2 separate regions of the Sus scrofa genome follow, and region 1 is linked to region 2. The links are chromatin contacts, called in public Hi-C maps. All regions are on one chromosome and are shown on one strand. Each heading gives the region's core, a stretch centred on a gene start, on an enhancer-like site or on the middle of the called end of the contact. The rest is flanking DNA. Distances are from core to core; before and after follow the strand shown.

Evidence for each region. A called contact is a pair of places that touch in the nucleus more often than the background predicts.
Region 1: a contact with region 2 is called in a Hi-C map of fetal skeletal muscle, with 2.6 times the contacts expected there. The contact joins two enhancer-like sites. A contact is called at or near these places in 3 of 47 Hi-C or Micro-C datasets (fetal skeletal muscle, heart right ventricle and skeletal muscle) and 1 of 2 datasets of contacts at active chromatin or transcription factors (skeletal muscle).

The regions. Positions count from the first base shown.
Region 1 is chr2:127,703,942-127,710,941 of Sscrofa11.1, forward strand. No RefSeq gene overlaps it. Among named protein-coding and RNA genes, the nearest start is that of ZNF608, 450 kb to the right of the region's middle. Within about 2 kb of position 5,345, at least 7 of the 83 cell types and tissues checked have an H3K27ac peak or open chromatin away from gene starts, as enhancers often do. A contact at or near this core is called in fetal skeletal muscle, where this site is marked.
Region 2 is chr2:127,590,473-127,597,716 of Sscrofa11.1, forward strand. No RefSeq gene overlaps it. Among named protein-coding and RNA genes, the nearest start is that of ZNF608, 560 kb to the right of the region's middle. Within about 2 kb of position 5,324, at least 7 of the 83 cell types and tissues checked have an H3K27ac peak or open chromatin away from gene starts, as enhancers often do. A contact at or near this core is called in fetal skeletal muscle, where this site is marked.

The DNA.
Region 1 (7,000 bases), core at 4,095-6,594, 110 kb after region 2:
TGCTTACCCTCTAACCTTTTAAGGAGCACTAATACTCAGAGCTAACATTTAATGAGCACTTACTCTGTGCCAAGTATAGGAGAACGAAACATACATTAACTTAATCGATACAACAAGTCTAATAAAGCAGATGCTCCCAGATCCAGATCCCTATTTTACTAACAAGGATATGGAAGCACAGAGCAACTGAACAACATCTTCAAGATCGCATCACAAGGGGGTGGCTGACCCAGTGTTCACAGATCATACATGGCCTCTTTCTGTGATTAAATCAGACTCTGATTATTCAGAGTTTAATTCATTCCAATCTACCCTCCTCTCCCAATTAGAGTAAATTAGCAATATAAACGGCCTGCTCAAAGCCTCGCTGAGAACAGGCTCTTGGACCAAGAAATATAGATAAAGGGAAGGTGGGAAGATGACAGTAGTGAAACAAATGGGGAAAGAAATCTAAGGAATGGTACAAAAGCAGACTGGCAAAACTAAAAGAAAAAGGAACTATGGAGAAGGGAAGGATGAGAGGAAGAAAGAAAAATGAAAAAAGAAGTGAGAGGGAAATGGAAGAAGACGTCAGGAGAAAGGGCTTGCAGAAAAAGAGCAGAGGAAATATGTTCACAGCAAGTACAGACATTATTCATATTTGATATTTAGCAAATGACTCAAATGCTAACAGAAGGTCATAAGAGAAGTGTTCTTAAGAATTTTCCCTTTAAATTTATAAAAATTTTATAAATTTTTCCTATAAAATTGCTGTTAAAGGTAAACAAGGAATGACTGGCCAACAGGGATCTGCTGTGTAGCACCGGAAATTCTACCCAAAGGTCTGGGAGGGTCTATATGGGAGGGAATCTGAAAAAGAATGGATATGTATTATGTGTGTACATGTATAACTGAATCCCTTTGTTGTACAGCAGAAATTATCACAACATTGTAACTCAACTGTACTTCAATAAAACTTTTTTTAAAAAAAGGTAAAAGAAGAGGATATGGAACCTGCATCATAAGGAAAAAAATTTCCTGATCCAAGGTTTTGTCTGAGGCCAGTTCATCTCACAGCAGAGTGAAAGCCACAAGAAACAATGAAAATCTCAAAGCTGTATAGCAATGTAGGAGGAAGCAGAAGGCACACCTCCTGAGAACATTCTACCAAAGCCATTCCTTTCCAAGCAAATTTTAAGGAAATATATTGGCATAACTGTTGGTAAGGTAGGGATGAAAACAAGTACAATGCTTTTCAACCCTGGTGATACATTAGAATCCCTGTGGGAATCTTTAAACAGTACTGGTGAGCCCACCCACGACAGCCTGATTATGGCAGAATCCTTGGAGAGAAAGCAGACATTGGAATTCATTTAAAAATTCATAAATGTTTGCAAATGAAGTGACTGACAATGGATTAATCTCCAACATATAAAACCAACATCTGCAGCTTAGTATAAAACAAACAAAACTAATCAAAAAGTGGGCAGAAAAAATTTTTAAATTAAAAAATAAAAAGGTTAAGGATCTGGTGTTGCTATGAGCTGTGGTGTAGGTTGCAGGTGTGGCTCAGATCCTGCATTGCTATGGCTCTGGCATAGGCTGGCAGCTACTGCTCCAATTAGACCCCTAGCCTGGGAACCTCCATATGCCATGAGTGCAGTCCTAGAAAAGATAAAAACACAAAAATTTTTTTAAAAAGTGGGCAGAAGATTTAAATAGACATTTCTCCAAAGAAGACATATAGATGGCTAAAAAAAATACATGAAAAGATGTTTAAACTACTGTGAAGTACCACCACCAGCCAGAGTGGCCATCATCAAAAAGTCTACAAACAATAAATGCTGGAGAGGGTGTGGGGAAAAGGGAACCCTCCTACACTGTTGGTAGGAACGTAAATTGTTGCAACCACTATGGAAAATAGTATGTAGGTTCTTCAAAAAACTCAAAATAGGACTACCATATGATGCAACAATCCCACTGCTGGGCATCTATCCAGGAGAAAATCATAACTTGAAAAGATATATGCACCCCAATGTCCACTGTAGCACAATTTACAATAGCCAAGACCTTGAAGTAACCTAAATGTCCATCGACAGAAGAATGGATAAAGACGATGAAGTACATATACACAATGGAATATTACTCAGCCATAGAAAGGAATAAAATAATGCCATTTGGAGAAACATGGATGGACCTAAAGATTATCATAGTAAGTGAAGTTAGTCAGACAATGAAAGGCAAACATATGATATCACTTAAATGTGAAAACTTAAAAAAGAATACAAACAAACTTACTTGCAGAACAGAGACAGACTCACAGACTTTGAAAAACTTATGTTTACCAAAGTAGACAGGTGGGGGAGGGGAAGGATGGACTGGGGGTTTGGAACTGGCATATGCACATTGAGGTATATGGAATTATTGGCCAATGGGATCTGTTGTGTAGCAAAGAGAACTCTGCCCAATATTCTGTGATAATCTATGTGGGGAAAGAATCTGAAAAAGAATGGATGTGTGTATATGTATAAACTGAGTCACTTTGTTGTAGAGCAGAAATTATCACAACCTTGTAAATCAACTATACTTTGATAAATCTTTAAAGGAAAAAACCTCTCAGGTACATCACTGTGAAAAATTCCAGATTAAAGAAGTAGCAAGAATGTTTCCAACAAGTTATTTTGTGGATTATCAACACACTGATTCCAAAGTTGATGTGGAAGGCAAAAGACCCCAAAGAGTCAACACAATACTGAGGAAGAACAAAGTTGGAAAACTGACACTTTCTGATGACAAAACTTCCTACAAAGCTATAGTCATCAAGACAGTGTGGTATTTGCAAAAGAGCAGACCAATATATTAAAGGAACAGAATAGAGCACTCAGAAACAGACCCACATAAGTGAAATTTCTGATCTTTAACAAAGGAGCGAAGGCAATACAATAGAGAAAAGATAGTCCATTTAACAAACGATGCTAGAATAACTGGACTCCTACTTGAAAGAGAAATAGATCTAGCTGTCACAAAAATTAAATCAAAATGGATCAAATACCTGTCTTCTTAATCCATTCATCTGTGGATGGACATTTAGGGTGGTTCCATGTCTTGACTATTGTGAATAGAGCTGCAATGAACATATGGGTGCCTGTATCTTTTTCAAGGAAAATTTCATCTGGATATATGCCCAAGAGTGGGATTGCTGGATCATATGGTAGTTCTATATTTAATTTTCTGAGGTACCTTCATACTGCTTTCCACAGTGGTTGTACCAATTTAAATTACCATCAACAGTGTAAAAGTGTACCCTTTTCTTCACTGCCTCTCCATCATTTCTTATTTGTTGACTTGTTAATGATGGCCATTCTGAAAGGTATGAGGTGGTAGCTCATTGTAGTTTTGATTTGCATTTCAAATTAGTGATGTTGAGCATTTTTTCATGTATCTGTTGGCCATCTGTGTATAATTTCTTTGAAGAAAAATCTATTCAGGTTTTTTGCCCATTTTTCAATTGGGTTGTTAGTTTTTGTCCACTGACAGATGAATGGATTAAGAAGATATGGTATACATACACAATGGAATACTACTCAGCCATAAAAAAGAACAAAATAATGCCATTTGCAGTAGCATGGATGGAACTACAGACTCTCATAATAAGTGAAGTAAGTCAGAAAGAGAAAGACAAATACCATATGATATCACTTATATCTGGAATCTTATATACAGCACAAATGAAACTTCCCACAGAAAAGGAACTCATGGACTTGGAAAACAGACTTGTGATTGCCAGGGACAGGGGGCGGGGGGGATTGGGATGGACTGGGAGTCTGGGGTTAAAAGAGCCAATCTATTGCATTTGGAGTGGATAAGCAATGAGATTCTGCTGTATAGCACTGGGAACTGTATCTAGTCACTTATGATGGAACATGACGGAGGATAATGTGAGAAAAAGAACATATATATGTGTGATTGCGTCACTTTGCTGTACAGTAGAAATTGACAGAACACTGTAAATCAACTATAATGGAAAAAAATAAAAATCATTTTAAAAAATAAAATAAATAAAAAATAGATCACAGACCTAAATGTAAAATGCAAAATTATAACACCCTAGATGATACCATAGAAAATATAGATGTCAACACCATATAAGTATGGTGTTGACTTTTTTTTCCCCCCACTGTACAGCAAGGGGATCAAGTTATCCTTACATGTATACATTTTTTTTCCCCACCCTTTGTTCTGTTGCAATATGAGTATCTAGACATAGTTCTCAGTGCTACTCAGCAGGATCTCCTTGTAAATCTATTCTAAGTTGTGTCTGATAACCCCAAGCTCCCGATCCCTCCCACTCCCTCCCTCTCCCATCGGGCAGCCGCAAGTCTATTTTCCAAGTCCATGATTTTCTTTTCAAGGTGTTGACTTTTTAAATACAAGACCAAAGATATGAGACATGAAAGAAAGAATGAGCTTGATGTGACAGAAAATAAAAGTGTCTGCTCTGTGAAAGGCAATGTCAAGAGAAGAAGAAGACAAGCCACATAATGGAAGAAAGTATCTCAAAAGAAGTAGAAGAATGTAAGGTCATGAGAGGAATGGGAACATTTTATAGCGAATTTCATCACACACAAAACGTGCCCCACCCATTGCTGCTCCCAACGTTGCCTCCCGGGTGGTGGAATCTGGGTGGAATGGGATGGGGATGGGGTAGACTGGGTGATGTCTGTCCTTCAGAGATGCTATTGTCTCATGTAGGCAGTTATCACTAGCCTTTCTGGATTTCTTTTTTAACACTGAGTCCAAAAAGCCTATGGAGTCCTAACAAAACAGCATTGCATCCACTGTGGGCACTTGAGTAATGGTTGCTGATGTGGTTTTTCATTCCTTCCCCTTCATGTCTGCCTGGTCCTTCAGAGCTTGCTTTCATTTTTCTCCAGGAAAACCGGTTGTGAGGGATTGCTAAAACTCCTGCACACTCTCCTCCACACCATCTCCCTCAAAAACCCTCCAGTAGAAGCTCAGTTCCTATAAAAAGCAACCCAACCACCCTTGTCATTTCCATTTTTCATACATCTGCTTTTGGTGTGTGCAGTGTGCATGCTATGCCTCTGTGCAGTTTCATCTCATTTGCCCGCTGCCATAGGCTACGGTGTGGAACAAAGTTCACTTTCAAATTCAATCTCAAACAAAATGAAAAAGCAAGAAAATCATGAAAGGGAAAGCTGGCCACAGCCATTAATATGGATCTCACTGCCAGATTCTTCTAGTTTATCCAACAAATGGGAGGCAGAAGAATATGCTCCCTTGTGCAGCTGCTGAAACTCTGACCCAGGTTATAGGGAACTGTCAATCAGAGGACCAGCTCCTATGAACTGCCCGGGGTGAGCGCTGGCTGCCAGCTGCAGACAGACCACACACTATTGAATAACGACGCCCTGGATGGCACTGGACTCCTTCCTATGATAACAGTAGCAGTCCCTGGGGCCTTTCAACAATATAGTGGAAAGTATCCTAAATTTATTTCAGACACCGAGTTTAAGATTAAGGGAACTAGAGGAAGTGTCAGGGTTTCCAGAGGAAAAGTGTGCATCTTCTTTCAAAACAAAACAAAAACATGTTTTAAAACCCACACAAGATTTACTTCTCTGTTTGGAAGAAATCGGCCAGTTCAGGATTCTTTAAATAAATCGGCAGGTTGTGCTGAATTATAGAGGGGGCGGGAATTAGAGAAGCCTGTGTCCTCTTGTCTGGTTTACCCTGACTTGCTGGGTTAGCTTGGAAAATCAGTAATTCCTCAGCTGCAACCAAACTGGGATCAATCATACATACACACACCCCCACACCCCGTGTGCAAGGTTAAAGGTTTCAGGGAACACTGAAACTGTCCTGCAATTTTTTTTTTTTTTTTGCCCTGAGTGCAAATTTTATTTTATTTAAGATTTTTGGTTTTGTTCTATTATAGTTTTTCTCCTGCAATTTTATTCTGAGGGTTCCTAGAATAAAGACGGCGGGAATGCTTCATAGTGGACCCGGAAATTACTTGGCACTACTTCTACAAAATTAAGCAACATTATACCTTATGAGCTCAAAATATTCTGAATGCTTTCTAATTTTTTCCTCCTCGGTTTGAAATATGTGCTGATTATACTCAGCGACAGAGTGCTCTAGGCCCTTAAGAGTTTTAGTTTGCTATGTGAAGCCAGAAACTATTTCTTAGAGTCATGCTCTCTCTTACCTGGCTTGGTAAGAATTTTAATTGTGAGGGAGCAGGAGAGGAAACACTGAGTGGCTGGAGTTCAAGCTCTGAGTTTGTTGGGATGCACAGTGAGTGCCAGCGGGCTGCCTCTCTTCCAGGAATTATATGTGATTGATCCTCTTTAAATAAATCTGGCTAGCTAACAAATAGCTTTCCTTCGCCAGCGTTTCCTCAATATGGTCTCCAGACTCTTTATGGTTCAAAAAAAATTACCAAATAAAATTCATGAAAAGCCAACAAGAAACATATCTTACAAAATTTCTGTACGGAATTCAAACATTGTTCTTGCGCCAGAAACACACAGCTGTGGGCCTGACGTGGCAGAACCATCTGCTAGAAGCTCCACGCTGTAGCTGCTCAAAAGAGGCAGGGTTGGGGAGGTGCAGCCTTTGTTGGAAACACACAAACATCAGAGCTTTGGAGCTTCCCTTTCTTTCCCCTTCATCGCCGTCTGTCCCTTTGGATGGAATAGTCACAAGAATGTTACGTACACGAGACGGTGCAGACAATGTGGGCAAAATACAATTGCTTTAAGGAAATGGATGTTTGCATCTTCATACTTAAGCTTTTGATTGAGTTTGGGATCTTTACACCTACTGAAAAGATGCCTGCATTGGGAACATGAGCACTGAGATGAGTGTTTGTCAATGTGGTGAAGAGTTTTAAGTCATCCTTGACCAAGGGCAGGTATCCTAAGTGTCATTTCTATACATCTATTTCCTTTATGAACACAATCATAAACATAATAATATTTGATTTCAATATGTT
Region 2 (7,244 bases), core at 4,074-6,573:
TGTGACCCTCTGGACCTGGACACATAGGCTTGAACTGGATGGCTGTTGAGGCTCTGATCAGGTACCCAAGGTCCCCTGCCGCTCACTCTACAGAGACCCACTTCTGAGACTGGGTCCTGGGACCAGCAGTGTTTGGATACACTAGCTGGGGGATCCACCAGCTAGCCTGGGGATCCCAATGTGTGGGAAGAAATCCCTTTGCTGGCTCTGGGGCAGAGCAGGTGGCAGAGGCTGAAGGGGTGGAGGACGCCAAGGAAGAGGAGGGTCGCAGGGGAGCATCTTGCCCATTTTCGGCTGATGTTGCTCCAACTCTGCACATGGCTCACAGCAAACGTCATAACTGTTGATATATTTCAATCTGACCAGTGCTGCCACTTGTACATTTAAATCCATTCTGTACATTGCTTTCAAGAACAAAAGGATGCAGAAGGCAAACGGAACTAATCACTGTTGCTGAGACTGAGAATAACACAAAGTAGTTGCTAGTGTCATCTGGCTGCTTGAAATACATCAGCTGACTACAGGTCAGAACAGGGCCCCAGTGTGGCTGGTATTGTTTCCAGGTTCCCCAGATAAGTAAACTGAGGTTGTAAGAGGTCAAGTCCTTACCTGGGTCACACAGATGGGAAGTCAGTAACTCAGCTCCAAAGGCCAAGTTTCCCCAGGTTGCCCCTGAGAAGTCTCTGTTTAGTGACAGTGTGTGATCTATTTTAGAACAATTTCTGTGAAATCTGACGTCTTTTTCTAATGGTACTTCTAAAAAGGAAGAAAAGGGATTCTGTGACTTGTTGTAACTCCCCTATTCGCATGGGGATTTTTCCTAAAAGCCCCTCGTGGTTTGGTGGAATGTCGAATATCCAAATTTGGAATCAATCTGGGTAGAGTTCCAGGCTCAGCCTCACAAAGGACTAACCTTCAGACTTTGGGCCAGGTATTAAGCTTTTCTGCACCGCACTCTACCCAAGTTCAAGTAATGGGAAAAACAATACTTTAAGTACTGAGAAATACTGAAGTAATATATAGAAGTACTTAGCCTATAGGCCTCAGTACCTGACAAGTATGATAACAACGATGCTTATTATTATTCTTCACATAAAAACAAGCATGATTTACTTTATAGCAGTGTAACTGTAAGGTCCTGGCCAGTAGGTGTCAGAGAGTTAACAGATCAGGAAAGGGGGTGTTGGATGATTCTGAATAACTACCCAAATTGTCAGTAGCTAGTATAATCTGCAGACTATTAATAAGTCAGAGCTGCAACATACATGGGGCAAAAGGATGCTATGTTTCAGAGAGAAGAGCAAGAGGAACTTGGAATCTGGCCATCTCTAGCATCTGCTTGGGGAGGTAAAGCTATGACACTCTTTGTCTCTCAGCCAGGCCAATGTGGTTTGTGATCTGCGCCTATTATTACATGTGGGCTCAGCAGGCAGGAGCCTCTCTGCAGGGAAAACACACAGCGTTGCCATGACAGGAACCCACTGTACTATCTGGCGACAACATAACTTCACATGATGGCAGAAATGGAACTGATGGGGAAAAAGTGGTTTTAACTTTTGTCTTATATAGATATAGATAGATACAGATATAGTCTAGAGATAATAAACACTACTAAAGGTAAAGCATTACACTTAATATTTTAATATATTTATATTTAATTATATTATAAATACCCATATTTTGACTTAGCAAAAACAGCAAGAAAAAATGCCTTCAGGTTCTTGTATCACAATCATACCTACATATTTTTAACCCATTAGCTTAGAACCTTCAGCAGTTGTGTGAAAGTTGACTACAGATTAGCCCTCAGTATGGATGATATATGTCAAATCATATATACTATCATTTACCAGCGGTCACTTATAGACAGAAGAGCTCAGCTGAAATCTACCAGTAATTAAAGTTAATACTGGCTGTGTTAACAGGACCCAAGTTAATGGACGTGCTAATTATTCTTCTCTGTGACAGACCCTGGCACCTGTTTGGTTTCCAGTTGGGACAAAGATAGACCAGATCCTGTTAGAATAAGGAGGTCATCCCATCCAGCCCCTCGTGACACACAGGCAGAGGTTCAGACTCTAAGACACATGAAAACTGTGGAACTGTGGGAAAACTATTCATGAGAAGTACTAAGAATGGAATAAAAAACTACTACGGTGTGAATGTTTTAAATCTGACCATAGAATAAAGAGTAGTTAACAGGGAGACACAAAGAGTAAGAAAAAAATAACTAGCCTTAAGATTGAAGTGATTAATAGGGAAGCTCCTTTAGGATCAATCAATACTAGGACCACTATTCTTCAGTATATTTATTAACAACCGAGAAGATAGATGAGGTGAAAAGTCATTGAATTTGTCGATGGCAAAATTGAAAGATTAAGGAAGATAGTGAGCAATGTGGAAAAAAAAAAAAAAAAACCTAGGGAAACCACATACTAAGCTAAAATGAACAAGGGAAAAAAAAAAAGAATACGCTTGGATGCATTATATTCTCTCAGGGGGAAAAAAAAGAAATAAAAGGATAAGAGAAACTATGCATTATTCAGAAAGAATCCTTCCTGAATATTTAAGAGCAAACTAAATTTGATTAAGGACTCAGATAATTGCTGTGAATAATTCTGTTAATAAATAAGCACAAACTGTACTAGTAGACATTCATTCTGTATAAGAGGAAAGTAAGCCAAAATCAGCCTTGTATTTTTAGTACCCTGTTGCCTTCAGTCTTTGAGAACTCTCCCTAACTTGTCCATCACGTCAGACTTCCCTGCATCTATTATTTTACCCCTCTGCCTTTGCTAACTTGTGCCTAAATGTGACACTCCAAACCAGACACAGCTGAAAATCTCCAGACAGTTAACCCTGTTATGCTAGGTATTTCAAAGAAATTTGGGACCATGAGAATAGAACCCCTGCTCTCTGAATGATCATGACAGGAAAGAAAACATGAAGTGATTTGATGCACTCAATATACAACTGCCTTGTATTTTGAAAATTTATTTTAAAACTGTGAGTGAATGTGGAGCCCCTTAAATTGCTCATAGTCTCCTCAACAGAATTTGTTAACAGGGGTGGAGCTCTTCCTTCCTTTCTTTCTAAACCCGGTGACCATGGGGTCTAGAAGCCATCTCTCCCTCTTTGTCCCACTGCTGTCACGGGTAACCGTGATCCCAGGGATGGCTTCCAATTCAGCATCAGGGGCTCTGAGAGTTCATTTATATTTTAAGAGAAATGTGAAAGCATGGCAAGAAAGATACAGCAATACAGGTCATTCAGGAGTGATTGAAAATTTCCCCATGTAACTTGTCTTGATTTGCAGGGAGCATTTGTACCTTGTGGGTCCCACCTCCGCTGCTTCTTCAGGGTCTCTACTGATGTGCTGACATCTGAGACAGCTGTGAAGGTGGGGCTTCTATACTCTCTGGAGAATACTCATCATTTCTTTGGATGAGAACCCAAAGGATTAAAGTCCATTAAGAAGGAATCAAAAGAAAACAGAATTTTAATAACCTCAGCTATTAATCTTCTTTTATATTTCTTCTGGATGCGAGACTACTCTGATAAAAAACATGTTAAGAATTAAGCATCAGAGTTCCTGTTGTGGCTCAGCGGTAATGAATCCGACGAGTATCCATGAGGATGTGAGTTTGATCCCTGGCCTTGATCAGTGGGTTAAGGACCCAGCATTGCTGTGAGCTGCAGTGAAATTCACAGACACAGCTTGGATCTGCTATTGCTGCGGTTGTGGTATAGGCTGGCAGCTGTAGCTCTGGTTCAGCCCATAGCCTGGGAACTTCCATGTGCCTCGGCTGCAACCCTAAAAAAGCAAAAAAGCAAAAAAAAAAAAAAAAAAAAAAGGAGTGAAGCTTCTACATATGCAGAGAGAGCACATAGTTTGATTCCTCAGAAGATTTATAAAATTTAGTTCTACTAAATGCCATCATAGAAAGTAACTAAAGTTAGAGCCTAAATTATTCCAACAATAATTGTGTTTATTGGAATAGTAATGAACCCTAAGTGACAATCTGTAATCTTAGAGCCAAGTTTCAGCACTTAAAGCCATGTGGATAAACCCTGCTAGGCATAATGTTCAGTTATGGCACTTAGGCATCAACCCTTCCATAAACTATGTGATATTAGTCATGGCACTCGCAGGTGTTAGGAAAAACAAAATGGACCACAGTCAGGAAATTTTACACTCATAGCCGAAGACCCTCCAACTCTACCAGATCACGGTACTCAGACCACTCATATGCATCAGTGGTCAGTCACTTTTTAAAAAAATTGTGTCTTCACGACTTAGGTGGATTTTCCTAATATGATAATTCTTACTGGGTGACACCAGAAACATTTAGATATTGGCCATTGTTAATACCTAGAGTGGCTTCATCAACTAAGAGCTTCTTTGACCTAATGAATTATTAAATGTAATGGAACTTTAAATTTCCACCTCTGTTAAGTGAGAATTATTGCTTCCAAAACTTATTAGAAGAAAATGAGAAAAGACCTTATGCATGCACTTTAAAAATAACAATAGTCTACACATGCATATAGATACTATTTCTACATCTTTGTTAAAATTCTATGTGCAATAGTGGAAAATGAATATAAATAAGTATTGTATCCTGTTGAGAAAATTTTATCTGAAGAACTAAAGGGATTTTACTAGGCAAGGAAACCCTGAGTGGAAGATGGTTCCCTTATAAGAATCTCAAGGGTAACACTCTAATTGTGAGGCTCCAATGTGAAAGAGACAGCTATGATCACATGCAAAGCATACATATACGTCAAATGCAATATTGTAAAGGGAGAAATCTTCCCCAGCAGAATCATTCATACTTAAGGAACTAATGAGATCATCCACCAAAGATAATGAATCCATTAGTTGAAAAAGAAATCAAATTCTAAATCTATATCCTATGTTTATACTATTATATATAAATACTGAGTGAAGTATGTACAAAAAATACTTCTCTTATCACCCATGTGTCCAACTGAACCATTTCCAAAGTAAATCAAAAACCTCATTGAAATTGTTTCTAGTTTTCATGATCTCACTGGGAAGAGAAAGGATTTTCTTCAATAGTCTGTTGTAACTCTGTCATTATGCTGTAGTGAGGTAATTTGCTAAAACAGCTGCCTCTAATGAGTAAACCTTTCCATCTGGCACAGCCAATATAGACACAAACAACCTCATCAGTTAAAAAAAAAGTAAACTACATTTCACGAAGAATTCTATTTTAGGAAATGTCTATTAGAACTATGCAAAAGCTAGAATGCATCTGGAAGGGAATGACCGTCTCTGCTTCTCTTGCTGGAGTCATTCTGTCCGTTCCCAGGCTAAGTGCATACACACATGGCCTAAATACTGTGCTACCTCTGGGTGGATAACAAAATAATTCAGAACATGTTCATAAGAGAAACATCCGGCCCTCCCCTAAAAAAATTTGGACAAAAGGAACACTGTTAAAACTTATTCACTCTGGCAACTAGGATGAGTAGATAAACATGTTCTTATATCTATATTTTTTATCTTCCTTTTCATTCTCAGAAATTGTTAGTAAGCTCTTAAAGTCCATTCAGAAATCCTTGACACCTCACACTGCACTTTTACTACAAGGTATTTAAGGAAAGCTTTGTTATTTGAATAATTGGAGGAAAACTGCACAATGCTATAATCTTCTTAACTGCTAATTATTTGGGGTGAGTTCTTGTAAAATATGAACTACTCTCCCTTTATCATATGTCTGTTAGTATTTTTCATCAGATATCTGGGCTTAAATTTGAGTGTCCAAGTGGTTTATTTTTTTTTCTTTTTAGGGCCACTCCCACGGCACATGGAAGTTCGCAGCCTAGGGGTCAAATTGGAGCTACAGCTGCGGGCCTACACCATAGCCTCAGCAATGCAGGATCTGAGCGGCATCTGCAACCTACACCATAGCTCATGGCAATGCCAGATCCCCAACCCACTGATTGAGGCCAGGGATGAAACCCGAATCCTCATGGATACTGTTGGATTCCTTTCTGCTGTGCCACAATGGGAATTCCTTACCTGATTTTTTAACTACAGACATTTTGGCTTCTGGTGAATCAATAAAGCATAGGCTACCCAAATTTTCTCTTTCATGAAGTTGATTCATTTAGTCTTAATCTTAGAAATCCAAATTCAATCACTGATTTCTCAATCTCCCAATACAGTATGCTTACCAGGTGAAAATTAAATTTAGATGTGTACAATCACATTAAAAAAAAAATAGGATTTAGGTTTAGGTTAGAGTAGGATTCCACAGCTCTGATCTTGCTGAAATGTTTTTTAACCAAAGACTAAATAAATGCTCATTAAAATGGAAGCCAGAAAGTTAAATGTGTTAGGGATTTTCAGTGGCAAGTGGTGGCATTCTGGTTAAGAGATAGTGGATGAGAAAGTAGCATTCTTGGCATGACTGAGCCTCCTGTCAGAAGGTTATCAGCCTTTTTGGGGAGACAACAGCAGAAGCTTTAATATTTTCCCTGACTCCTGGGTATAATGTAAAATTAATGTGCATCATGTCAAGGTTATGGCAGGGCATTGTTGTCTGGAAGAGAAAACGGTTTGCTCCCCACTCTCCAAACACTTCCACATACCGGGATAATGCATTATTGAAAAGCAAATTTCTTTGTCATTGTCAATAATGGCAAGCTAGTAAAGGATATTTTCCAGCACCAATTATCCAGGAGGAAGCTGACAGACCTCTAAAATTCAGTCTGAAAGCAAAGAAAATTGTTTATATATATCTACCTTATCTAACATTAGTTCATTGAAAGGAAATTCAAACAACAACCTTAGCTCACAACTGTCCTGTGTATAGCATTCTTAGTATTAATGAGCTATAAGGAACAGAAAAGTGGCACCTGCCCTCTCAGCGTTTGAATTTTAAATCAGTGATTCTTGGATTCTTGCTTATCTAGAAGAACTTTGACAAGCCCGGAAATCCATATATTTATCAAGACATTCCCAGATAATTCTAAAATAAACGGTTGAAAGAGAATTATAATTCTACCCAAAAAAAGATGGGGGAATACGTAACACCAATAACATACCCTATCTGCTGTCATCATCTAGCTCTTCTGCTAACTCTAACTATACATACAAACTGACAGGTAGAGAAAAATTCTGGGCATTCATATGATAAAAGGGGCTGTGGTTTTTGCGGGGTGTTTTGCTTTGTTTTGTTGGCTACCCCTGTGGCATATGGAACTTCCTAGGC